Linked DNA regions of Sus scrofa: regions 1, 2, 3, 4, 5 and 7 are each linked to region 6. A link is a contact called in public Hi-C and HiChIP or PLAC-seq data. All regions are on one chromosome and are shown on one strand. Each heading gives the region's core, a stretch centred on a gene start, on an enhancer-like site or on the middle of the called end of the contact. The rest is flanking DNA. Distances are from core to core; before and after follow the strand shown. Region 1 has its middle 460 kb from the start of FAM49B. Region 2 has its middle 410 kb from the start of FAM49B. Region 3 has its middle 710 kb from the start of FAM49B. Region 4 overlaps LOC110260221 (a long non-coding RNA gene). Region 5 overlaps LOC102158034 (a long non-coding RNA gene). Region 6 holds the start of MYC (MYC proto-oncogene, bHLH transcription factor). Region 7 has its middle 560 kb from the start of FAM49B.

What was found. Hi-C and Micro-C count contacts between places; a contact is called where the count stands out from the background. HiChIP or PLAC-seq counts read pairs in DNA pulled down with a chosen protein or histone mark.
Region 1: an H3K27ac HiChIP or PLAC-seq map of alveolar macrophages shows a contact between it and region 6. The contact joins the enhancer-like site here to the promoter of MYC in region 6. A contact is called at or near these places in 4 of 5 promoter capture datasets (fetal liver, fetal skeletal muscle, liver and 1 more), 19 of 47 Hi-C or Micro-C datasets (adipose tissue, alveolar macrophages, brain and 11 more) and 2 of 2 datasets of contacts at active chromatin or transcription factors (alveolar macrophages and skeletal muscle).
Region 2: an H3K27ac HiChIP or PLAC-seq map of skeletal muscle shows a contact between it and region 6, with 20 times the contacts expected there. The contact joins the enhancer-like site here to the promoter of MYC in region 6. A contact is called at or near these places in 2 of 5 promoter capture datasets (fetal liver and fetal skeletal muscle), 4 of 47 Hi-C or Micro-C datasets (embryonic fibroblasts, fetal skeletal muscle, retroperitoneal adipose tissue and 1 more) and 2 of 2 datasets of contacts at active chromatin or transcription factors (alveolar macrophages and skeletal muscle).
Region 3: a Hi-C map of alveolar macrophages shows a contact between it and region 6, with 2.5 times the contacts expected there. The contact joins the enhancer-like site here to the promoter of MYC in region 6. A contact is called at or near these places in 1 of 5 promoter capture datasets (fetal skeletal muscle), 5 of 47 Hi-C or Micro-C datasets (alveolar macrophages, embryonic fibroblasts, heart right ventricle and 2 more) and 2 of 2 datasets of contacts at active chromatin or transcription factors (alveolar macrophages and skeletal muscle).
Region 4: a Hi-C map of skeletal muscle shows a contact between it and region 6, with 8 times the contacts expected there. The contact joins the enhancer-like site here to the promoter of MYC in region 6. A contact is called at or near these places in 1 of 5 promoter capture datasets (liver) and 3 of 47 Hi-C or Micro-C datasets (embryonic fibroblasts, heart right ventricle and skeletal muscle).
Region 5: a contact with region 6 is called in an H3K27ac HiChIP or PLAC-seq map of alveolar macrophages. The contact joins the enhancer-like site here to the promoter of MYC in region 6. A contact is called at or near these places in 2 of 5 promoter capture datasets (fetal skeletal muscle and liver), 3 of 47 Hi-C or Micro-C datasets (embryonic fibroblasts, psoas muscle and retroperitoneal adipose tissue) and 2 of 2 datasets of contacts at active chromatin or transcription factors (alveolar macrophages and skeletal muscle).
Region 7: a contact with region 6 is called in an H3K27ac HiChIP or PLAC-seq map of alveolar macrophages. The contact joins the enhancer-like site here to the promoter of MYC in region 6. A contact is called at or near these places in 8 of 47 Hi-C or Micro-C datasets (alveolar macrophages, embryonic fibroblasts, fetal skeletal muscle and 5 more) and 1 of 2 datasets of contacts at active chromatin or transcription factors (alveolar macrophages).

Annotation. Positions count from the first base shown.
Region 1 is chr4:10,933,701-10,937,048 of Sscrofa11.1, reverse strand. No RefSeq gene overlaps it. Among named protein-coding and RNA genes, the nearest start is that of FAM49B, 460 kb to the right of the region's middle. Within about 2 kb of position 1,493, at least 11 of the 83 cell types and tissues checked have an H3K27ac peak or open chromatin away from gene starts, as enhancers often do. A contact at or near this core is called in adipose tissue, alveolar macrophages and skeletal muscle, where this site is marked.
Region 2 is chr4:10,880,300-10,883,852 of Sscrofa11.1, reverse strand. No RefSeq gene overlaps it. Among named protein-coding and RNA genes, the nearest start is that of FAM49B, 410 kb to the right of the region's middle. Within about 2 kb of position 1,537, at least 4 of the 83 cell types and tissues checked have an H3K27ac peak or open chromatin away from gene starts, as enhancers often do. A contact at or near this core is called in fetal liver and skeletal muscle, where this site is marked.
Region 3 is chr4:11,183,140-11,186,416 of Sscrofa11.1, reverse strand. No RefSeq gene overlaps it. Among named protein-coding and RNA genes, the nearest start is that of FAM49B, 710 kb to the right of the region's middle. Within about 2 kb of position 1,421, at least 8 of the 83 cell types and tissues checked have an H3K27ac peak or open chromatin away from gene starts, as enhancers often do. A contact at or near this core is called in alveolar macrophages, where this site is marked.
Region 4 is chr4:11,426,881-11,430,312 of Sscrofa11.1, reverse strand. All of the region lies in intron 2 of LOC110260221 (a long non-coding RNA gene), which reads left to right. Among named protein-coding and RNA genes, the nearest start is that of FAM49B, 950 kb to the right of the region's middle. Within about 2 kb of position 1,977, at least 4 of the 83 cell types and tissues checked have an H3K27ac peak or open chromatin away from gene starts, as enhancers often do. A contact at or near this core is called in skeletal muscle, where this site is marked.
Region 5 is chr4:11,134,510-11,137,919 of Sscrofa11.1, reverse strand. The region is part of intron 2 of LOC102158034 (a long non-coding RNA gene); the gene reads right to left. Among named protein-coding and RNA genes, the nearest start is that of FAM49B, 660 kb to the right of the region's middle. Within about 2 kb of position 1,284, at least 17 of the 83 cell types and tissues checked have an H3K27ac peak or open chromatin away from gene starts, as enhancers often do. A contact at or near this core is called in alveolar macrophages, embryonic fibroblasts, fetal skeletal muscle and 2 more, where this site is marked.
Region 6 is chr4:12,458,896-12,462,186 of Sscrofa11.1, reverse strand. MYC (MYC proto-oncogene, bHLH transcription factor) reads left to right here and starts at 1,827. Exons shown (of 4, transcript NM_001005154.1): 1 at 1,827-2,447. The coding sequence starts at 2,418.
Region 7 is chr4:11,032,540-11,036,240 of Sscrofa11.1, reverse strand. No RefSeq gene overlaps it. Among named protein-coding and RNA genes, the nearest start is that of FAM49B, 560 kb to the right of the region's middle. Within about 2 kb of position 1,885, at least 3 of the 83 cell types and tissues checked have an H3K27ac peak or open chromatin away from gene starts, as enhancers often do. A contact at or near this core is called in alveolar macrophages and retroperitoneal adipose tissue, where this site is marked.

The DNA.
Region 1 (3,348 bases), core at 244-2,743, 1.5 Mb after region 6:
TCCCATTCACCTTTCTCCCAAAAGCACCATCCAATGCCAGAGTAGGAGAGAGAGAGAGAGAATTAGACATCTGTTTGGGGAGAAAACTAGCCTCGTTTCAGACAAGAATTCTTGAAGGCAGAAGCAACTAAAACTTCTGCAGCTCTTTAATAAAGGCTCCCTGGAAGCTGTGACAGAATTCCACAGACATATAAAGCCCTGTCTTGCCAGGACCTGAGATACTGGTCATTTTCTTAGGCTAGAGTAGGCATCACTGCCTAGAGCTGAGGATTCTTACCGTCTCCCCCTACATCTGCATACTTAATTAAAGCTATCACATCTCTGTTTTTTATGGCTCCGGCTGTGGCATATGGAAGTTCCTGGGCCAGGGGTTGAATCTGAGTCGCATCCGTGAACCTACACCACAGCCACAGCAATGCCAGATCCTTAATCTACCGAGCGAGGCCAGGACTCAAACCGGTATCTTCATAGAAACAACATCAGGCCCTTCACCCACCAAGCCACAAGGGGAAAGCCACCTCACCCTTGATTTTTCAATCTTTTCTTTCCCTAGTTAAACAGGGAGGGGAAAGTGGTCGAGACATTGGCATGACATAACTTAGCAACCCTGGGCTTCTAAAAAAGCTACGCTACTTTGATAAGATGATTTAACGTCTCCGGGTCTCTGCGTCATCATTTATAAAGGGGAAATAATAACACTCACTACGCAGACTGTAGGATCATTGTGAGAATTAGATGAGAAAATACACATGAAGTCACTCAACAGTGCCTATGAAGAAAGGCTGGCTTCATCCCCACCTTCCCCTCCTCTGAAGTACCATTTCCCTTGATCAGAAAACACTGGTGGGAGCCGGGAGATGACAAACCCACACCCATCGTCTCCCTGGAAAAGAAGAGATTCATCCTGACCGGCTGGCATTCCAGAAGTCTCCCAACCTTCTGAAGATTCCATGTGCACTGGATGAAACTGGATTTCCAACAAACTATTCCCTGCCAGGGCATCGCCCAGCCAGAGGCTCTGACTCCCATTCAAAATTGAGCTGAGTTTGCCATCTAGAGGACATCCTTGGACAGGCAGTCACCAACACCCACCGGAGCGCCTAGAACAGAGATGAAGTTCATTCCTTCCCTAACCTGCACTGAGCATCTGCTCTGAACCCTGCACCACGGGTACGGGGCACACACAGTGCAGCCCCTGCCCTCAGCGAGCTCACAGTGCAGCGGGGCGTTCACATTCTAGATCGATTGCAGTGTCCAAAGGAAGACCTGCTTTCTGGCAGAAGGAGGAATGGAACCATACCCTTGGACCATACAGAATGGAACTGCCCACTAGTAAACCGCAGCCAGGAAGCAGAGTGGCTGAGCTGAGTCTTGCACTTAGGATGTGAGTTTCAGTCTCTGGACACTCCATCACAGCTGTGTTGGACATCAGAGGGCCCCACCCTCCTCATTGTACAGCCAAAGGGAGAAGCAGTTGAAGCCACTCTAATAATGCACGTGTTCCTTCTAGGACACCGAGGGACTAGCCTATGCCCTCCCAGGGTAGTGTAGCAGAAAGGCTGTGTACGGAGGTTTCTGGGCTAAGTGTCCTTCAAGGGCAGGTATGCAGAAGCCAGTTGTTTTTAGATCTCGTTAAGGTCTTCCCTTGCCAATGACAGACTAAATGAGGAACCTTGGCCTCTGGCCTAGATTCACACATCTTTCTCACCCTATAAATCTGGTCCATTTGGAGAAAGTCTCTCTGACTTTCGCAGGCGTTCCTCCGGGTGCCAGGAATGTCTCTCCATTTGGAATTGTGCTTATGGTCCAGCAATCCCTCAGCCTATGAAGGTGGCAATGTGGCTACATACAATTCAGGACATTTAAACTGGAGAGGAAATCTCTTTTCCAGAAGCGAGAATGTGCTCCAGGATACTAAATATTGCACCAACATTACATCCTTTTCAGACCTATCTCACAGCTCTTTATTGCATTTGCAGTTTTAGTTCACGCACACAGATTAAAGAAACATGCACCCTGTTCCTACTATGTGCGAGTACAGGGCTAAGCAAAGCACTGAGGATGCAGTGATGACCGCGGCAGTCACCAACACTGCCCTCATGGGGCTTGCAAGTCATTATCCAGATAATGATGTCAAGTTTTTTGTTTGTTTGCTTTTTTTAGGGCTGCATCCATGGTATATGGAGGTTCCCAGGCTAGGGGTCAAAACAGAGCTACAGCTGCTGGCCTACACCACGGCCACAGCAACGCCAGATCCAAGCCGTGTCTGTGACCTACACCACAGCTCACAGCAACATCAGATCCTTAATCCACTGAGTAAGGCCAGGGATCGAACCCACATCCTCATGGATCTTAGTTGGGTTTGTTAACCGCTGAGCCACAAAAGCAACTCCATACATCCATAAAGTTTTTAATTTGAAGTGCACGAGACTCTCAACATAGTTATTGATGATTGGTGAAAATTGTAGCTACATGTTTCCATTCAAGTATAGCTTTGTGAGTCATTTATCATTTATTATACAAGCGATCTGTCAGACATGGGGCTGGATGCCATTTAGAGCAGGAGAGGAGCATTTACATAAAGAATCATAACGTGGTTGAGGGTTCTTGGAGAGGATCATGCCTAGTTCTAGCAGGAATAATCAGAATAACGAAAACAGAGGAATAACAGGGCTCATCTTTGCTGAATAATTAAATTGAAATTCAGCTGGAGCCAAATTAACCTGAAATCCAACCATGATTGTTGGAAATAGCCACCTCCAGGGAGCCCTCTGTCCCAGGAATGGGGGCAGGTGAGGGGTATGGAGACAGACTGCACCACAAATGATCAGACACTTGCCAGAGCATACCCATTTTCTATATGTGTAAATATGGAATACTGAGAAATAATTCTTGGTACTCCCCAACTTCGTTTTCAATGAACCTAGTTTTGGATAAATAGCCATGGTACCTCCTAGTTGCATCAGGACCTTCCAAGTCCAATGAACCCAGTTTTGGATAAATAGCCATGATACCTCCTAGCTGCATCAGGACCTTCCAAGCCCATCACCTGGAGCATCTTTACTCGCTCTTCAAAGCTTGGGTCATATCACACTTTGACCTGACAGCACTCCCCCGTCTTTGAAAAGTCAGCCCCCAAATGCATTGTACAACTTCTAGTCATAGGTTTTTCAAAAGAAAGGCCAGTGAGTGCCCTTCCATGGCACTAGCATTTATCTGCTATGTGCCCAGGACTGAGCTAGGCACTTTCTCATAGAGTGATCTCATTTGATTTAGCATAAAAACATGACATGGTAAATATTATTCACTCCATTTTGTACATAAGGAAAAGGATATTGAGAGATGCTG
Region 2 (3,553 bases), core at 288-2,787, 1.6 Mb after region 6:
TCTGGTTACAGGAGGTGTGTTGCAGAAAGAGAAAAACATCAAGGACCAAACTGGGACTCTCTAGGAGCTGATGCTCTATGGTTGGGAGAGGGTGGAGCCTGCAGCCCCTCAAGTCCAAGGACTCTTCTCAGCCACTGGGGAAGGTTCCCGTAAAGTTCCACCAGGGCTGTGTTCCCCTTCAAAAATGGTGACGTTTGTTGTAGTGGCGGTTTCCTTTTGAAAGCTCAACATACACAGACCCAACAGGGTCTGTTTGTAGCTGATAATGCTACCAGAATAAAGAAATGTTTTGCTGAAGAGCTGAGAGGGAGTGACTCATCATCTGGGCTAAAAAAATGAATTGAGGAGGAACAGGGAAAAAAAAAATACTACACTTGGAAATGGAAGACCAGGGTTCCACACTCAGCTCTATTACTCACTCGTTGTGTGAACGTAAGCAATACAGCCAACCTCTCTGAGCCCTATCTGTCATCTATAAAATGGGTATGATGCCAATGTGTAGGCAAAAGGTTGTCCTAGGAAACGAATAAAATAGTTCTCATTAGCCCCAGATTACACATGTGAAAACTGGGGGCCAAAGGGTTAAATTTATTACCCAAGGACGCACAGCAAGGGAGTGGCAGAGCCCAGATCTAAATGCAGGTGGAGGTGGCTGCAATGTCTCAGTACCTGCCAGGCCACCAGGTCCTACTGTCCCTTGGCGTTTGACACTGATGATGTGAACTCCAGGCATCACTAGTCCCATCTTCCAGCACCTGCCATATCATAGCACAGATAGGTGGCTTATCACACGTCTTCGTTGGATTTTTTTTCTTTTGGTCTTTTTAGAGCCGCACCCACAGCATATGGAGGTTCCCAACCTAAGGGTCGAATCAGAGCTACAGCTGCCAGCCTACACCTCAGCCACAGCCACAGCCACGCCAGATCCAAGCCACGTATGCAACCTACACCACAGCTCATAGCAATGCGGGATCCTTAACCCACTGAGCGAGGCCAGGGATCGAACCCAAATTCTCACAGACACTAGTCAGGTTTGTTACTGCTGAGCCACGACAGGAACTCCATCTTTTTTTTTTTTTTAACACGTATTTGTTGAAGGAAACAATTTGAGACTCAACAAATGAAGGAGCTAAGAAACCACTGATGCACTTGCAAATGCTATTAAACACAACGTGCCTAACACGTGGGATATGATTGTTTCATGCTCATAAAGTCAAAAACCATTTCTCCCAATTTGAAGTGGGTGTTCCATGCATTACGGTGTATGTGTATTTGTGTCTGTAACATATGTGCGTGTGTCCAAAAGAGAGGGAATGACACGAGAATAAGACTAAGACAAGAGCAATCACCATCACGTAGCAGCCCCTCCATATAAGATGGATGCCAGGCACCTGTCTTCAGAAACTGTGGAAGCTCCTTGGGTATTGGGCTCCTGCCACATCTCCGCACCTGCCACCCCTCCACAGCCCTGTGAATTGCAGCGAGAATAGTCTTTGAGGAGCAATTCTAGCTCCTTCTCCATCAGTGCTGGGTACTCAGAAAAGGTCAGTTTTGAAATCGGATCCATTTTCTGCATTGCCAAGGTTCTGGCTCGACGGGAACCATCAGAGGGCTTTGTGATCAAATAACCAGTGTCATCAGATAACCTTTCATTACACAAGGCCATGGGCACCTGTCTCCACCTTGCCACGCTGGAGGAAAGGGGCCTGGGGAATGCTGAATTTCTAAGGCTGGCTCTAAAACGCAGCTTGGCCTCCAAAGCACCACCTTGCTGCTTTTTCCACAGGCATTTTATTTTCTCCTTATTCTTAGCTGGTGTTCAGGGTAGGCTGGAAAGCTTCATGAACTCCTAGGTGGTAAGAAGCCACAGGTCTGGTTCTCCCTCTACCACATCCCAGCTATGTGATTTGGAAAAATTCCTTGGCCCCTCTGAGCCTCAGCCTTCTCATCTGCACAATGGGAATAATGATACTCAGAGGCTTAACTAAGCAGCATGTGTGAAGCACAGCATGCTAATCAATGCTCATATGAAGCAGCAATACTGCGTTAACTGTCATTTTTGACTATGTAGAAGGAGAGACTGGGTTACCTAGAGAACAGGTGGCCTCATTCAAGCCCCAGATTAGGCACCATCCCCTTGGGACGCTTTCTCCGAGTCCCTCATGCAGAGCTGAGGCGCCTGTCCCAGCCTGACCCAGACTGTCCGGCAGTCCATCCATGCACTCAGTCCAGCAAACTCAGAGGCAGTTATTTGTCCACCTGCCTACAAGCCTCCAACCAGATCACGATGCAAAGGCCAGGATCATGATGTCTCATGAACCCTGTCTCCACCCCTCAGCACAGATCATTCAGTTAAAAACACACATGGGAGAGTTCCCGTCGTGGCTCAGCGGTAAATGAACCTGACTAGTATCCATGAGGCCACTGGTTGGATCCCTGGCCTCACTCAGTGGGTTAAGGATCCGGCATTGCCGTGAGCTGTGGTGTAGGCCACAGACACGGCTCGGCTTCTGCGTTGCTGTGGCCATGGTGTAGGCCGGCCATGAAAACTCCATTTGGACCCCTAGCCTGGGAACCTCCATATGCCACAGGTGCGGCCCTAAAAAGACAATGAATAAATACTAAAAACACGTGTGGAAATCATTGACTGAAAATAGAATAACCAACAGGAGACGACTGTTTAGTCACTAACCAGCACGATAACTTAAGAGTGCAAGGAAAGAGTCTTATGCCCTTTAAAAAAAAAAAAAGACGATGCTGAAGTTCAGGCAGAGAAGGCGACTCTCCTCAGAAGAGAGAGCTGCTGGCAGAGCTCAGCTCGCATCCGAGGTTGTAGGGCTGCAAGCCTTGTGGTTGCCCAGCCACGAGACGGAGGCGCGAACCCAGAGATAGTGCCATAGCCATCCATGGCTTATTGGACAGGCGGATCTTACAAGCCCGAAGCAAAAGACCTTGGAGCAAAACCTCACCATCTACTGCAGCTGGCGCACAGGACACAGTAACAGCCTTCGCTCCGCGGGGAAGGAGGCTACAGTTTTTATAGGGGGACTTGACGTCCGTTTGGGCTCGTCAGTTACCAAGGAGACCACAGCTGGGGTGGGGCCTGGCGTGTTGTGACTGATTAAGCCCTATACTTAAGAGGATCAGACAGCCCTGTGAGTGAAGCAGGGCCTGGTCAGGCAGGAGATGTAGAGAGAGCAAGAGAACAGCCATCTTGAGTGACCTGACCATACAAAGGTCCTCCGCCCCAAAACCAGTGTTGCTTCTACCCCCAAGTATCTCCTCCCAGAGAGGGCTGCCCAGTTACATTTGAATTTCAAATAAACAACAAATAATGTTTAGCATGAGTATATCCCAGGCAGTACTTAGGATATACATCTACCACTTTTTACTCTTTATTTGAGATTAGACTCTAAGTGCGTGTCCTGTAATTTTTTTTGTGAATTTGGCAGCCCTGCTCCCAGACTCCAACATGGACCTAACTCACTGGCCCACAGTCACCTGGATGATGTGGCCCTTGTTATGAAAGTGATGGGGACAAGAAAGGAAGGAC
Region 3 (3,277 bases), core at 172-2,671, 1.3 Mb after region 6:
AAAGCTGAAGACAAAATTGAAGCTGTGTTTTGGTTACTTCCCATGAGGCCTGGTGGCTCAACACACCAGTTACAAATTTAACTAAATGAAGGCAGTTTAAATGATCTCATTTAATCTTTATCGTGTTCCCACAAGTTGGATATTAATACACGCACTTCTCAGAAATGGTTCAGAGAGGTTAAGTCACTAACCTAACTATATGCATTGTGCTGTGAGTAACTAGAAAGACCCTCTTTCCCCCTGCCTCAAAAAAAAAAAAAAAGCATTTGTGTGGCTCTAAAGGTCTATTGGTGTCAGACAATAATGTAGATGAATGGCAGGATGAAATAACAAAATAAGTAGCACTGTTTTAATAGGTGTAATCTGAAAAGTAGGTCTCATGATAGTGTCAAATCCAAAAGAAAACCCACATCCCCTCAAAAAAAAAAAAAAAAGAAAGAAAAAAAAGAACTAGAAGTGCTAACGTCACTTAAAAAGTCACCAAAGCATATATTCATAACACAAAATTTCTTAAAATCGTCCACTTTTTTTCTCATCTTGCATATAGTCAGCTGCCCTCTATCTTTCATCTCTACTCTCAAAAGTGTCCAAAACTCTCTTTCGAAACTGAAGGACTTCCCTCACTTTTCTCTCTAAATTCCCTTGCTAGCCTAGCAGATCCATGGTTTCCTCCAAGGAGAAGTTCTTTGCTCTTGGTCATAATGACAAAGCAAACATTTCTCCCGTCTTGCGGCCTGTCTACCCCGACCTTCATCACCACAATCAGCATGCTGGGAAGCGTAAAAGATGACAGGAGAGAGGAGAGGCCATGAATGTTATATTTCCTCTATTTTATCAATCACATATAGGTTCTCACAATGGGAACTTCTTCACTTGAGTAACAGAAGGACTGCAAACAAGAACAGCAATTATATCAGGCCTTGAAACAAGGGATGACTTTGGGTATTCATACTATTAGCACATCAACGTTATGTCTACTCTTATTCCAAAGGCTAAAAAGTCAAAAGCCGCCTTCAAATGTTCTCAATCACACGACGTTTGCTCCTACCTTTGAAAGGTATTTCCTGAGGAGAGCAGCCGTCCCCAAGGGTAAGCTCTAGGAAACCTATAATCAGGTTCTCTCTCTAATTGAGCACTTTCGTTCCTTAGATTTTGGAAGGAGCATGAAAATGATTTACTGCTTTAGGAACTGGGTGGAGCCGACCACAAAAGAACAAATCAAAAACATCTGGAATGAACTAGTCGCGAGAGAGGGAGAGAGAGAGATAGAGAAGCAGGGCTTTCAAACGAAACAAAGTACAGATGATTTGGCCAAATTTAAGCCAAGCCAAACACTCACATTCAACATTGCACTTGGGTCTGGTTCAATAGCGGGAGCCGGCAAGAGGCCGCGTCAGCCAACATTGCATCAGAAGCACATTGTGGGTAGAGGAAATGAGTTTAGTCAAGCCAGCTGTGACTTCAAAGGGGCTGCTCTCTTGGAGAACAGTGGGAAAGGGTTCCCTCTTCCGTGAAGACTGCAAAGTTCAGCCAAAGCCGGTCCAAAGGGAATGGGCTTCAGGAGGGGGAACACGGCTCTCTGTGTATAAGAAAGACTGTTTTGCTTCCATGAAGTAGCTTGAGGGCAACGGAAGATACATGACCAGAAAGAGGTGGGAAGAAACGATTCTGAGGCTCTCTTGAGGACTGCCCTGTGCAATTAGGAAATGGAGCTGTTTGTGTGTGGAGAGCGCTGCTGCTCAGTTCAGACACCTCGCTGCATGAGTCACGGTTCCAAATCTGTAGGAGAGGCCATAGGATTCAATCCCCACCCAGCTGACTCTTAGGGTTTCTTTCCTTCTTTGTATGTCTAGGAAGCCACATATTTCTTGCCAATTATTTACTCAACACAAGTTTATTGAGAGACAAACAGTGGGTCAGACCCTGGAAATACAAACAAGATGGTCCCGTTTCAGGAGGGCACACTGCGAAGGCGAGTGAGACACAGAAATAGAGGATTATGGTTTGGAGCAGGAAGGCTTGCATTAGAGCCGTGAGTCCCAGCGTGTGAGACTTTGACCAGCATCAGCATCACCTTAGAACTTGCGAGAAATGCAAATCCTCGGGCCCCAACCCAAACGTACTGAATCAGGCAGCCTGAGGCTGGTTTTGCAAGCTCTTCAAGGGGTGCTGATACACGGTAAAGTTGTAGAACTAACTTGACAGTGACAAGTGCAAAGGCCTTTGGAGCAGAGACATAATACACCTGAGCCAAACTTCTCGGTCCCTCCTCAGTCCCTTCCAGTCTAGGGTCTAAATCAATTGCTCTCCGGTGGTTCCCAAGGCTGATACATCTATGTGTGCTTTGTCTAAGTAAATTGTAAGAACTTTAAAGGCAGGGGCTGATCCTTCTTTTATGGGTTCTTTCCTTTCTCCTCCTACTTTCAGAGATCCATCCAATACTTGGAAGATCCAGGCATTACATTTATTGTACGTGGTTAATGCAGAACTTAGATGGGTTCCAGGGTTATATACGCACAGGGAGAAAACTGGCCAATCCACACTTATAAATGTTCATAGCTTTCGTCGGTGGGAGAAGAATATAACATAAATGTTATCTCTCCCAAGCACTCAGTGGATGCTTGAGACCTCTCTGCAATTTCCTCGCCAAGGGTTTGTTCCTCTCATGCTTGGGTACCTCCACTGAGCTCACTATCTCAGGGCGCAGCTTCTTTCCTTCAGACAGCCCTGTTAGAAAGAGCTAGCTGCTTTGTGCCTGAAATCTATCATCATTTAAATTCCATTTGTTAGTTCAAGTCCTATCCCTTGGGAATCCATAGCAAAGATACTTACATATTAATGTGACATTTTTCAAGTATTTGAAGAGAGTAATTATGTAGCATATGACATAGGTTAAACTCACAGACTCTGGAGGCAGATTGCCTGCATTCAAATGCTTGTTCTGTCACTTATAAGCTCTGTGACCTTGAGAGAGTTATTTACTATCTTTGCAGCTTTGTGTGTATGTGTATATGTGTTATATATAGGTATGTACATATATATACACACATATATATAATGGAATTACATAAAAGGGCTTTTGCAAGGAGTGCATGAATTAACATATGTAAATGTGCTTGGAACACAGTAAAGTGCTCTGAAAGTTTTAGTTATTATTAATCATCATCATTATCACTTGTCAGATACCTGACACAGGCCATCTCTCTAATTCTACAGTCATTCACTAGGTGAGTCTATTCACCCCTTTTGGTTCAATCACCATCTATGTATTTGTGAA
Region 4 (3,432 bases), core at 728-3,227, 1.0 Mb after region 6:
GCATATTAGATTCCAGATATGTGATATCATATGGTATTTGTCTTTCTGACTTACTTCACTTGGGATGAAGTTCCACCCGTGTTGCTGCAAATGGCATTATTTCTTTCTTTTTTATGGCCAAGTAGTATTCCATTGTGTATCTGTACCACATCTGACTAATCCAATCATCTATCAGTGGGCATTTGGGTTGATTCCATGTCTTGGCTGTTGTGAATAGTGCTGCAATGAACATGCAGGTGTGTGTGTCTTTTTTAAGTAAAGTTTTGTCTGTATATATGCCCAAGAGTGGGATTACTGGGTCATATGGTAGTTCTATGTATAGTTTCCTAAGGTACCTCCATACTGTTCTCCACAGTGGTTGCACCAGCGTATATTCCCACCAACAGTGCAGAAGGGGTCCCTTTTCTCCACACCCCCTCCAGCATTTGTTCTTTGTGGACTTATGAATGATGGCCATTCTGACCGGTGTGAGGTGGTATCTCATGGTAGTTTTGCTTTGCATTTCTCTAATAATCTGGGACCTTGAGCATTGTTTCAAGAGTTTGTTGGCCATCTGTATATAACTTCTTGATACCACTGGAATCCATCCAGTTTTCTCAAACCTCTCTTACCTCAGTCCAAATCTTGGGCCCCTTCAACAGATTCCAACTGGACTTGCAGCCTCTAATTTTCATCCTTCACAAGCCATTTTCCAACCTGTTGCACGCCAGTAAAACTTTCAGTGGCCTCCATTATCCTTAAGGAGCAATTCGAGCTCCTTTACTGAAAGTGGTTCTTTTACCGAGGTATGAGATTCCATACTTCAGGCCTTGCTTACTTCTGTGCCACATCCCCAACCACCCATCCCTTCCCATACTTCACTCCATCCATCCCAAACTACTATCTGGTCCTCCAGACTGCCATCATTTGATTCAAGTCCTCATCTTCACACATCTGCTTTCGCTTTCACATACATCGTTGCTCCTTTTTCCTTTCTCCTCCTCAACTTCCAACTTCTGCCACAATAATTCCCCCTGATTTTTCTGATCTTACCTTAGGCATCACAATGTCCAAGAACTCATTTCTTTCCCCACATTATCCCTCTCTCCTCTCCATCCCTCTCTCCAGACACAATTATAGGGTCCTAATATTCTTTTATCACCTCCGTAGTCACTCCCCCTATATTGTATTTTACTGTTACTGTTTAATTGCATATTTCCTGCATTGGATGCCCAGTGAAAGCAGGGACTCTGATAGTCTTATTCATTGTAGAGTTTTCTTGGCATGGAGCATAGTAAATAAAGCATATAAGTAGACTTAAATGCATAAATGAAAAATCAGTGGGGCTAAGCCTTGTACATAGTACTTTTTCTTTGACCTTGGGAAAAATCACTGAAGATTGTGGACTCTTACTGTTCTCAACAGAAAGATAAATGTGAATTCTCTGGCTTCTTTGATTCTTCACTGAGAGGACTTTATGAGATCAGATATGAGAAATATGGGCAGTGGCATCTGATATGGACAGGCTGGGATTGACCATTGTTATTTATTTGCTTTCTTCTGTAAGACGTATCAGTGTTAGTTCCAGGAGGAATGGGAGGGTAGGGCCTCTGCATTCTTTGCAGTCTAGTTCGAGGAAAATGGCAGCTTGCTGACTGCTATTAAAATGATTTCTTTGAATTTGACTCTGATTTCTGTCAGTCCTATTAGATCGTACCTTCCAAGAAGAGCCATTTATTTTTGAAAACAAGTTGTACTCTGTGTACTATTACTTAACTCACCATTACCACCTGCTTGGCTGTTGTGCCTGATGTGAATCAGGAGGAAAAGGGTTTTTTCTGTTGGTATCTCCTGAAGAAAAGGCAGGATCCAAAACAAGTCAGGAAGGTGAAGAGTATCTGTGGACAGGCGATTGAGTGATTTATGTCCCAGGGCTCATGTTGACAAGTCACTAGGAGAATGAGAGTTGGCCTGGAGCCAAGAGTGAGTCACCCTCTCAGACTCTGAACTCTGTGCTCCCTGGACCGGCACGTCATCATCCTAGGGACACACGCTGAAGAGATGACAACTTGGTTTGGCTGTTCGAGGAATCCTCTAGATTCCAAAGAAAAAGCAGCATGCTTCATAGCATAACGGTTACAACTGTTGGGACTGGGCAGATGTGTCAGATTTGGCGTATCCATCCCTAGGTATTTATGTGTTGATCAGAAATGTACATCTATAATCTGTGTGTATGTGCGTATATGCCTTAGAGAGAATGAGTTTGTCCTGGGTGTACCAGGTCTGTGCATCTGCACAGTGACTGATGCAGAATGAAGAGTGTAGACAGAGAATACATGCATGAGGATATAAACCCACAAGGCAGGGTGCCCTCCAAATTATCTTAAAGCAGACTCTGGTTGAAGTACTATTCTCTTTAGCTGCCAAAAAAAGGATTTATTTCTTGGAAACTAGCAAGGCAATAAAAGCTGACCCTCAATTTCCTATAATAACAACAAGCTTCAAGTTTGGCATCCCTGTCACCAGGGACAAATTGTGCCAAGCAACCAAAGGAGTCAGAACCAGCACCCGCAGAGGCTGCTTTCCATTCAGCAAAGATGTTCTTCTACAGTGACTGAGGTCTTAGCTCCAGGCTCCGTCCTGCCCACCCACTGAGCTGCTTGTTGTTCTCCTACCAATCCCTTCCATTCTCCCTCCCTCTTGCTGCTGGGGCTCTGGAGAGGGTGACTCCAAGGGAAATCAACTCTCCCGACAGCTAATCTTCATGTTGATGGACGGTATGCCTTCAGCTGAAAATGAGCCGTGCCTTTTTGGTACAGAGTAGGGCTATCTGATCTTGCCACCGTCGATAAGGATGGTGATAATGGAGAATGGGTGGGAGACATCTCAGTGGGTATAGATTTCTCCTTTCTTGGGGATGTCTTACACTTTTTCCAGCAGAAAAGTGTCTTATGATCAGTTAGAAGCTGCTTCCCTCCCTATCCCACCTAAAGTTTATCAATGCTTTCCAGTTTCCCTCAGGTGTTACACATATTACATTAATAGAATTCTGTGAACAATCACTTACTGATCACCTGACTTGTGCTTGATACCTGACGGAAGTTATCTTTAATTCTCCACACCTCTCTAAGTTGCCTGGCTGCCCTCCCTCTACATGATCTCATCTTCCCATTAGCACTTAAAGGAGGGGGATTTCAGAGCAAGGAACAAAGGCACTCCAGATCACGCAAGGTGATAAGGGTTTATTTTGAGGATGCATGAGGATAGAAGGGAGCAAAGCTTGCCATGCCCGAATGTCTCTGGCATATGAAAACAATCAAGCCCTGAAAGACTCAGGAAGACACTTTGACCTCCTCCCTAATTACCTAAAAGAATAAAGAGGGAGTTCCCATTATGGAGGAGTGGAAACAAATCTGACTAGTATCCATGAGGATGAGGGTTCGATCCCTGGCC
Region 5 (3,410 bases), core at 35-2,534, 1.3 Mb after region 6:
TAGCAACCGCTGGAGGAGATGGAGGGTCCATTTAGGTGGCTGTCACATGGTGGTGAAACTGCATCTCCGAGAACAAAGGTTTATAGTGGATCTTTTAAGACTCTGACAGAAACTCACGCCCCTACCCAGAAAAAGTCACATAGGGACATAGACAATTTTTCATGCAATTTCAGGTGCTTCACAAGCTCTCTGAGCCCATACATGAATGGGACTCCAGATCACGAGCCCCCGTTTTATAAGAAGAATTTCAAGGCAAAAGCACTTGTGACGTTTGGATTGTCGATTGTTAATGACCTAGAATTAGTCTGTCAGCGTCCAACACTGCTAGTTGGCTGTCTGCCCTCTCACACTGCAACAGGGAGTAGAGCTGAAGCACTTGCCATGTGGTGGCCACGGGGCAGGAAATGGGATCACAGGAGGAAACAAAGCACCGAGCGGGGATTGGAGAAGTGGTCATCACCGCCAACCCCCAGATGTGTCTGAGTCAGTGTCGAGTCATGGATCTGAATGAATCAAGGACAGCCCCTGTTTTGACCTTCCCTCCGCATCTGAGACTCTCTTTAGTCCTCACAATAACCTCGTGACATTAGCAGGGAAAGACTAGCAGATCCACGTCAGAAGATGAAAGGATCAAAGTTCCGAGAGAGGGACTGACTTTCTCTCCCAAGGCTACATGTGGTTAGAGGCAGAGACGGAACTTTGTCTGTTTCCCGCTTTTTCAAGGCTATTTCCTTTGAAGACAAGATAGCTTGAGATAGCAAGATAAATGATGTGCTTCTGGGAGGTTCTACTGTGTTGCAATGGGATTGGGCACCAGGATGCTAGTTTGATCCCTCGCCTCGCTCAGTGGGTTAAGGCTCCAGCATTGTTGTGAGCTGTGGTGTAGGTGACAGACACGGCTTGGATCCAGCATTGCTGTGGCTGTGGTGTATGCGGGCAGCTGCAGCTCCGATTCAACCCCTAGCCTGGGAACCTCCATATGCCACGGGTGCGGCCCTAAAAAAAAAAAAAAAAAAAGAAAGAAAGAAAGAAAGAAAGAAAGAAAAAGAAAAAGATCCTCCAGCGTTGCTGCAACTTTAGGTCACAACTGCAACTGCAGCTCTGATCCAGTCCCTGGCCTGGGAACTCCGTATGCTGTGGGGCAGCCAAAAATGGGAGAAAAAAAAAAAAAAAAAAAAAAGATGTACTCTTATCTGGATAGTGATCCAGTTGTTGCTCAGAGTGTTGGGACCCAGGACACTGCTGAGGTCATAGCATTCAGGAGGCAGTGGGGGAGGCCATGGAGCCATTCAGAACACCGTCTGCAGTTTTCGACAGACTTGGGTTCAATAGCTAAGGCTGCCACTGATATCTCTGCAAGATTGACCAAGCTCTGTAACGTCATTGGCTTTCGGTTTCCTTGTCTTTAAAATCAAGATAGCAATATGCGTCTCCAAAATTACCCAGGGCAAATGAGACACGAGAAGTGAAAGTGACCTCTCTCAGCACGGGCTCCTCTTCTGAGGGCTTCAGCAGGCACAGCAATTTCCCTGAGATTATAAATCCTATCTGCAGGCTTCTGACACCAATCTTCTTCTCTCATTTCACCCAACAAGGGCAACCAGCCTGCCAGAACGGTCCACTGGCTGACCTGCCTGGCACACCCAACTCTTGTCTACGTCACGAGAACAGTATGTGCCAAGAACATCTGAGACCTTAATACTTGAAGGGCGAGTCTTTACAGACTTAATGAGGATCTATTTTTAAACACTCATGCTCAGAAATAGAGGACAATAAGCTTGTGAATGCAGAACATTCTTGATGAAGAGAGTTGTTACAGGGTCTGTGTCATGGAACATTCCGGCTATCTTTACTGTCCTTATAATAGCTTAAATCTGTTTACCTATTTAGTCACTTGCACCATTTGAAGGTCACCCTTCTATAAGGAAATAAAACATGATATATTGTGGCTTGTTATGAGAAACAACTCGATTAGAGTTATTTTTCATTTAGGTAGTTAATTGTAATAAATATGAGTAAACTCTGCTATGATAAAGAGGTACAGTCTCCATACCATGTGTTGCAGAGAGAAAATGGGAAAACCCTAAAACTATAGTATTTAATGTATAATGTCCAAACACTTGCTAATGATGTGACTTTGAGAAAACCAGAGTTAGGTTTTCTGGATTAAAGTTCCTGGATTAAAGATCCAGCATTGAGAGTTCCCTTTGTAGCTCAGCAGTTAACAAACCTGACTAGGATCCATGAGGATTTGGGTTCGATCCCAGGCCTCACTCAGTGGGTTAAGGATCCGGCACTGCTGTGAGCTGTGGTGTAGGTCCAAGACATGGTTTGGATCCTGCATTGCTATGGCTGTGGTGTAGACCTGAAGCTACAGCTCCAATTCAACTCCTAGCCTGGGAACTTCCATATGCCATGGGTGCTGCCCTAAAAAAAACAAAACAAAACAAAAAAAAAAAGATCCAGCATTGCCACAGCGGGGCACAGCCAAAAAAATTAAAATTAAATTAAAAAAAAAAAAGAGAAAAACTCTCTGATGTATGGAGAAAAAGGAATCTTCCTACACTGTTGGTGGGAACGTAAATTGGTAGAGCCACTATGGAGACCAGTATGGAGATTCCTTTAAAAACTAAAAACAGAATTACCATATGATCCAGCAACCCCACTCTGGGTGTACATCCAGAGAAAACTATACTTTGAAAAGATATGTGTACCCCAATGTTCACTGCAGTACTATTTACAATAGCTAAGACATGGAAGCTTCCTAAAAGTCATCAACAGATGAATCAATAAAGAAGATGTGGTATATTTATGCAATGAAATATTACTCAGCCATAAAACAGAATGAAATAATCCCATTGGCAGCAACATGGACAAACCTGGAGAGTATCACACTAAGTGAGGCCAGATAGAGAAAGACAAATATTATATGATATTGCTTATTTGTGGAATCTAAAAAAGTGATACAAATGAACTTATATACAAAACGGAAGCAGACCCACAAGCATAGAAAATAAATTTATCATCACCCAGGGGGAAGGAGGGAGGGGTAAATTAGGAGTTTAGGATTAGCAGATACATGCTGCCAAATATCAAACAGATAACCAACAAGGACCTACTGTAGAGCACAGGGAAGCGTACTCAATATTTTGTAATAACCTATAAGGGAAAAGAATCTGAAAAAAAAAACCAAACAGATATATAGGTATGTATAACTGAATCACTTTGCAGTACACCTAAAACTAACACAGCATTTTAAATCAACTGTACTTCAATTTTTTTGAAAGAGGAAAGAAAATCTGAGGATCTAGTTCCTTATTTCTCGGCTGGGGATAAAATGCAGGGTCATCACCTTCACAGCCTCCTTAAGACGACGACAAACATTCAAATTAAGTTGAAGGATTATTAAG
Region 6 (3,291 bases), core at 578-3,077:
CCCTGTGCCTGATTTGGAGGAAGTTACCACTCGTTTAACAATTGAACGCCGAACAGCTAACTCAACGGGTAATAATTTATCTCGAGCACCAGCATACTATACACGAGTCCCTCCCGGTCCCGAATTTTTTTGTTTTGGAGTGAGGGGGGAAGGGCGTGGAAAAGTTTACTTACAATGCCCTTGGTCTTTGTTTTTAAGGCTCCAGTAGAATGCAGAATAGCAAATCCCCAGGGAGTATGCATTATATATTAAATATAGATTCATTGAGGGAGCGAACAAATCATGTGCCATGTTGGGCAACGTTCTGGGTTGACGTGTACTGAAATGTATATAGATGTACATGGATTAAACGTGTGCATTTTCGCTGTGGTATTCCGAAAAAAAATTTAAGACTTTGTGAACAAAGACATTAATGCCTTAAGTTCCGTCAGTTTTTAATTGGCTCGACAGTACTCCCCCCCCCCAAAAAAAAAGGCACCTAATACTTGGCTCCTCTCCTTAGATCAGAATCCATGCATTTTTCTGTGCATGATCGCGAGTCCAATAATAAAAAGCAAAGAAGACCCAGAAAGGAAAGTCAACGTCCAGTTTGTCCGAGGAGGAAAGAGTTAACGGTTTTCGTCGCCAGGGACTATGCTGACTCCCCAGGCAGGATCCGCCAGCTCGTCTCCTTCCCTCTTCTGGGGAGTCTGGTCCTGCGACTCGCGTCCCCCTCCCCAGTATTCTCGCGTCTAGCGCCTTCGATTTCCCCCAACCTGGGAGCCCCAGCGTAGTGCAAACCGACGCCACGGGGCGCAAAAAGGATTCGTCTCTACTGAAACCTGGGTGCAGAACTGGGACCTCCGAGCGAGAGGTGCGGGGGTGTGGGATGAGGGTGCAGAAGGGCAGAGAGTGGGTGGGGAGCAGAGAGTGGGTAGGGAGCGGAGAGTCCCCCGCAGCGCGCACCCGCAAGCGCGCTCCTCCTTTACTCCAGCTCCGGAACCGGCAGAAAGATCTCAGGGCTTAGCGCGTCCAGGGGGGCAAGCGGGCTCCCGCGGAGGTCTGTGTCGGTCTGCGCCAGCGGAGCCCGGAGGTGAGGGGTCGACCGAGGCTTTGGCAGCGATTTAGGGGTTTCATTCTAGATGGAAGGTGCTCAGTCGAGGTAGCTGTACACACAGAATGCCTAACACCCCCAACAAATGCAGTGGGTGTTTATTCAGAACTCGCTCTCCAAGTATACGTGGCAATGCGTTGCTGAGTTTTTTAAAATAATTCCAGGTACCATTTTCCTCCCTACACCTCTGATCATTTTTCCCCATCTACACTTACCCCACACCACACACACACAACGCGCACCCGCAAATACCCCCTTCTTTCCTCCTCTCTTCGTAGGGCTTATTTTCCAAACGCTGCCCTTTCCCCAGTCTTAGGGAGGCGCCCCCTCGGCCCGGGACGTGCGTGGCTTGGCGGTGGGTACACCGTGTATTCTCAGTGTGGAGGGTCAGCTGTTCCGCCCGCGATGATTTAAGCACAAGGGACCAGTATGCGGTTTGTCACCCAGAGCGCTGCGCCAGAGGAGCAAGCAGCAGAGAAAGAGGGTTTGAGCGGGAGCAAAAGAAAATGGTAGGCGCGCGCAGTTAATTCATGCGGCACTCTTACTCTGTTTACATCCGAAAGCTCTGCGCACTGGAGTGCCAGGCTCAAAGGGCTGAGTCTCCTCCCTCCCAACCACCCAACCCCTCCCTCCCTCCCCGGGCTGAAGCGCCCCTCCCGGGTTCCCAAAGCCGAGGGCGGGGGGAAAAAGAAAAAAAAGATCCGCTCTCGCGAATCCCCGCCCACCGGCCCTTTATAGGCGAGGGTCTGCGCGGCTGAGGACCCTCCGGCTGCGCATCTCTCGGCTGCCGCCGCCTTTGCCGCACCCCGGCCACCGCTAGGCTCCCCACTGCCTCTGGAAGGGCAGGGCTATACAGAGGCTTGGCGGGAAAAAGAGCACGGAGGGGAGGGGTGTTCCTAGCAGTATAAAAGCCGGTTTTCTGGGCTTTCTCTGACTCGCTGTAGTAATTCCAGCGAGAGGCAGAGGGAGCGAGCGGGCGGGCCCTCCAGGGTGGAAGAGCAGAGCCGGCCGAGCAAGCTGAGTCGCGCTCTGGGCGCCCGGGGGAAGGGAGATCCGGAGTGAAAGAGGGTCTTCGCCTCCGTCCCGGCCGCCCCCACCCCACCCTGCCCGCCGACCCCTGCCAGCGGTCCGCCACCCGCGCCGCATCCACGAAACTTTGCCCACTGCAGCGGGCGGGTACTTTCCACTGGAACTTACAACACCCGAGCGACAACGCGACTCTCCGGACGCGGAGAGGCTATTCTGCCTATTTGGGGAGACACTTTTCCCTGTCGCTGCCCACGACTCGCTCCTCTGAAAGGCGCTCCTCGCCGCTTTTTGGACGCTGGATTTCCTTCGGATAGTGGAAAACCCGGTGAGCACCCAGACCTATTTGTCTTTTAATTTCTTCTTGCTACCGCTTTCAATCCGCGATGAGTCGAATGCCCGAATTGGGGTGTCTTTTCTCCCATTCCTGCTCTATTGACACTTTTCTCAGAGTAGTTGTGGTTGGTCGGGGTAGGGTGGGGACGAACCAGAGCTGGGTCGGGGTGCAATGACTTGTCAAGAAGGAAGAGAGGAAGGCAGAGGGAGAACGGGGTGCTTTTTTTTGAAAGTAGCCTTTAGAGGGGTTGGTTGTTTTTGTGTATTTTTGTTTTAATGTAGATGAACGCTGACCTCGGCCGGCTGGGCATTCTTGCTTTATTGCATTTGATTGCTTTTTTGCCTTTTGGAGGGAGAAGGGGGGTATGCTTCGCAGTGGGCAGAAAACCCTTTACGTCCTGAGCTCCTAGGAGTAAGAATTACATATTGCGTGTGGAGCGAGAGCTCCGCAGCCTCTGACTTTTTGCCGTCTCCGAAAGGGCATTTAAATTTCGGCTTACCGCATTTGTGACAGCGGAGACTGCGGCGAGTCCCGCCCGCCGATCCCCGCGGCGCTTCAATTCGCCCCCCGGCTCCTCTTAGAAGTTGGCGTTTGGCTTTTTAAAAGAATAATGAAATTAAAGCTCTTGGTCCTCGGAGATGTTAAGACTTGGTGTTGGGGAAGCGCGGGGACGGGGGAGAGGGAGGCTGGCGCAAAGATGTGTCCGATTCTCCTGGAATTATTGACTCGGGGGAAAACGAGGACAAATCTCCGCACCCCGCCTTGGCTCCTCGGCCGCCTCTGGTGTCCCCGCTCGGGTGTCCCTGCGATGCGGAGGGACTGCGGGCAGCGGGGT
Region 7 (3,701 bases), core at 636-3,135, 1.4 Mb after region 6:
TGGCTTTTAAAATCATAGCACTTGTGGCTGCTGCTCTTTTAAGCTTGCTGCCTCAGACCTAAGACAGTGCTGGCCACTCATGGTTGGTTAGTTATTCTCTTTTCTCTCTTCCACTCATTCTATCTGGCAAGGTGGATCTTGGAACACAGGGGTCTTCTTAGAGCCTGACCTTTTGACTTTGTCTAGAAACAAATGAATATCCTAGTCCTCATATTGGAATTGAGTGTGTGAGTGATGGTGTGCAGGTGAGAGCAGAAGAAATTCCACATTGTCCTCAATTCTAAGTCATCTACATCACTGAGCAGAGGGCCCTCTACTGAGGGTAACTGAGTGCTTATTCAGGTATATTAAATAGTATTTCATTTAGTATGTATTCTTTATGTAAAATCCTGTGAGTCCAATGATGATTGGTCGGCCTGATTTGAAAATGGTTTGGTCATTGGCCATAATGGGACTGAAATCGCACTTTTTTTTTTTTTTTTTTTTTTTTTTGTCTTTTTGCTATTTCTTGGGCCGCTCCCGCGGCATATGGAGGTTCCCAGGCTAGGAGTCAAATCGGAGCTGTAGCTGCTGGCCTACGCCAGAGCCACAGCAACACGAGATCTGAGCCGCGTCTGCAACCTACACCACAGCTCATACGGCAACACCGGATCGTTAACCCACTGAGCAAGGGCAGGGACCAAACCCGCAACCTCATGGTTCCTAGTCAGATTCGTTAACCACTGCGCCACCATGGGAACTCCTGAAATCGCATTCTTAAACTGCACTGCAAACATATGAGAGTGTCTACTATGTTTCCAAGAACTGTGCTGGACACCAATGATTTAATAAGAACCAGACAATGTTCTTGCCTTTAATGAAATTAGAAAGGAATGGCGAAGACAGACACATAAATAGACAAACTGTGGAGCTTGCTTTTGCTTGTTCTATTCAAAAAAAGTATGAGGTTTTGTGAAAGCACAGAAAGGATTTCAGTTTCCCTAGCCGAGTCACAGATGGCATCAGAGAGGCAACATTTGAACTGACTCATGAAAGATGAGTTCTAATAAGAGCTACATTTGTAGAACATTCTAGACAATGCAAAGTACTTCCAGATCCACTCCCTTAGAAAATAAGCTTCATAAAAGCAAGATCTTATCCATCTTATTTCACCGCTGTATTTCCAAAGTATCCTGGGAACACTGGATCCATTATTAATTTTGATTCTCATACCCTCCCATGCTTTGGGGAGAAGGTAGGAGGGACATATTCCAGAGGGAGAAAGTAAACGCACAGAGACAGCAAATTCACAGTCCATGACCTCATGGAGTTTTGACCTGTAGACATTCCAAGAAAAGAATCTCAGTGAACTCTGCCAATGGCTACGCTGGATACACGAAGGGGAAAAATGCAACAGTCTGCCCTACATAATACCTCACAGTGTTGCATTTAGCATTTTAATAAAGTTACCATAGTTCAAAGTCTGGTCATCTTTGTAGGTTTATTTTGTTAAACAAGCGCCATCACTCACAGCCCTGCTTCAGCCTAGTTTGTGAGAGCACTAGAATGACAACGGATTAATTTGTAACAAGAAATTACCATTATGGGAACTATAACTTTAACCTTTCATCGTCAATCTGTTCTCTCAAATTTAGTAAAGTACAAATAATTGTCACGGTGGCCAGAACACTCACGTCCCCATCATCAGACTATTTTCTTCCTGTATAAGAGAAGAAGTCAGCAAATGTAAAAGAGGTAAGGTATCCAGTGTTTAACAGAACTTGGCCAGACACATTCCCTCTCCACTGGGACAACTGCACCAGCAGAACCAGTCAACACAACTTGACCTGCCACTTTACCCATGGCCTCATACAATGAACCAGACTAATCAAAGACATGAGCTAAAGCACCCTCTCCTGGACAGTCTTTCCTCTTTGTTTCCAAATGCCATTCAAACAAACTGCCATCAACACTTGCAAGGCTGGAGGTCATTACATTCCTTCAAGGTGACCATGATAATGGTAGGATCTTGGTGAGCCTATGCTGGACTAAACACCTATATTATCTCATCTAATCTTCATAATTATGTGAGAAAATAAACCAGGTCTTAGAGAGTCTAGATAACTTGCTTCAGGAAATACACCATTAGATGGCAAAGTGGGGATTCTCTGAGGCATCTGGAGCCCATGTACAGCTTCCAGTGGAAGTCCACTTCTGACACCATCCACTTGGGGAGATGAAACATGCTTGACCAGATCACTAAAACCCTCAGAAAACTGGGATGATTAAATGGGTCAGGCAGCACATGCTGCAAAGGTTCTGAGATGAATGACAATGTTGTGGACCAAAGTGGCCAAAAGACTGAGAGAGGGGTGATTTTGATCCGGGAAACATTCCTGTCCTCAAGTGTTAGAACATAAAATATAAATAAACACAGGGTATATGAGCCACACTTTCCCCCTTCCCACAACCACAGCAGAACTGTTTTGCACTTAGTCCCAGATACAACCTCAGCATCTTTCAAAACACAGCACTCCACAACATAACACGGCTGTTAGTCGTCAGTCACACTTGGCATAAAAGATAGAATCTATATTCATTATCTCAAGGTGGGAGGCTGAATCTGCAACGTGTTAAAGGGGCTCAATGACTTGGCCTCTCTGGTGGAAAAAAATTTAAAAATTACATGAAATCAGGTAAATCTACTGTTTGACGGAATTCATAGGAAATCTAAGCATGAAATTCTGTGTGTGTGTAAACTATCCACAGAGAGTCAAGTAATTGCAAAATCATTACATGATGAGCTTTGAATGGTAGGAGAGGGGTCTTTTTAGACTCACCACCTCCACAGCTGATGCTCCGTTCCTGAATAAAGCTGATATTTTTCCCTAAAGAGACTAGTAGTTTCAGATCAACAGTACTGTTAGTGAATCAAATCTGCAAAAACCTGCTTAGGGTTCTTTAAAAGGAAAAAGAAAAAAAAAAAAAGGAAAAGAGTCCATGCCTGATTCAGCCTCCAGAAGTACAAGCTGTTCCTGAGCAAAATGTAAAGGAGACATTCTTGCTAAATCAAGTCTCTACCAAACCATCCATCCCAAAAGAAGAAAGGAAGTCTGACAGAGGAACTAAGCCAGCTCATTTGACCCACTGACTTCCTCAACTCTGAACCCAAGGAAGAAGAAGTAAGGTCTCAGCCTCATTTTCATTTAGTCCTTCCATTTGGGGGCATGAGAAACCCAGTGGAGTCATGACTCTATTTGCTCATTCATTCAACATCCAACAAAAATGCATGACCTTGTCTATGCATCTTCATTCACACATTTGGCAATTTAATAATTCATTAGCAAGCACATGTCAAGAATCAACACTTTCAGACATTCTGCTAGTAACTGGGCGTATGGAGAGGAAAAAAACAAATGCCTGCCCTCAAGGAGCTCACTGTACAATTGAGCGGCAGATGATGACTGAAAAAAAAAATGAATGACAACTGAACAAATGACTGCAATATGCTATGAAAAGCCTGCTAATAGAATTATGCAAAACACATAGTGGGGGCCACAAACTTGCCAGATAACTTGCAGCCTTACAACTTGCCAAAGTCATCTTTAATGTAAAGGACATTTTTCAAGTCATCCAAGCTGCTCTAAACCTTGAAATAATTTATGGTTTGGGGATGTTGGTAGAAATCCCATGTCCTCCAGTTTTACATGGATTCCAGTTTA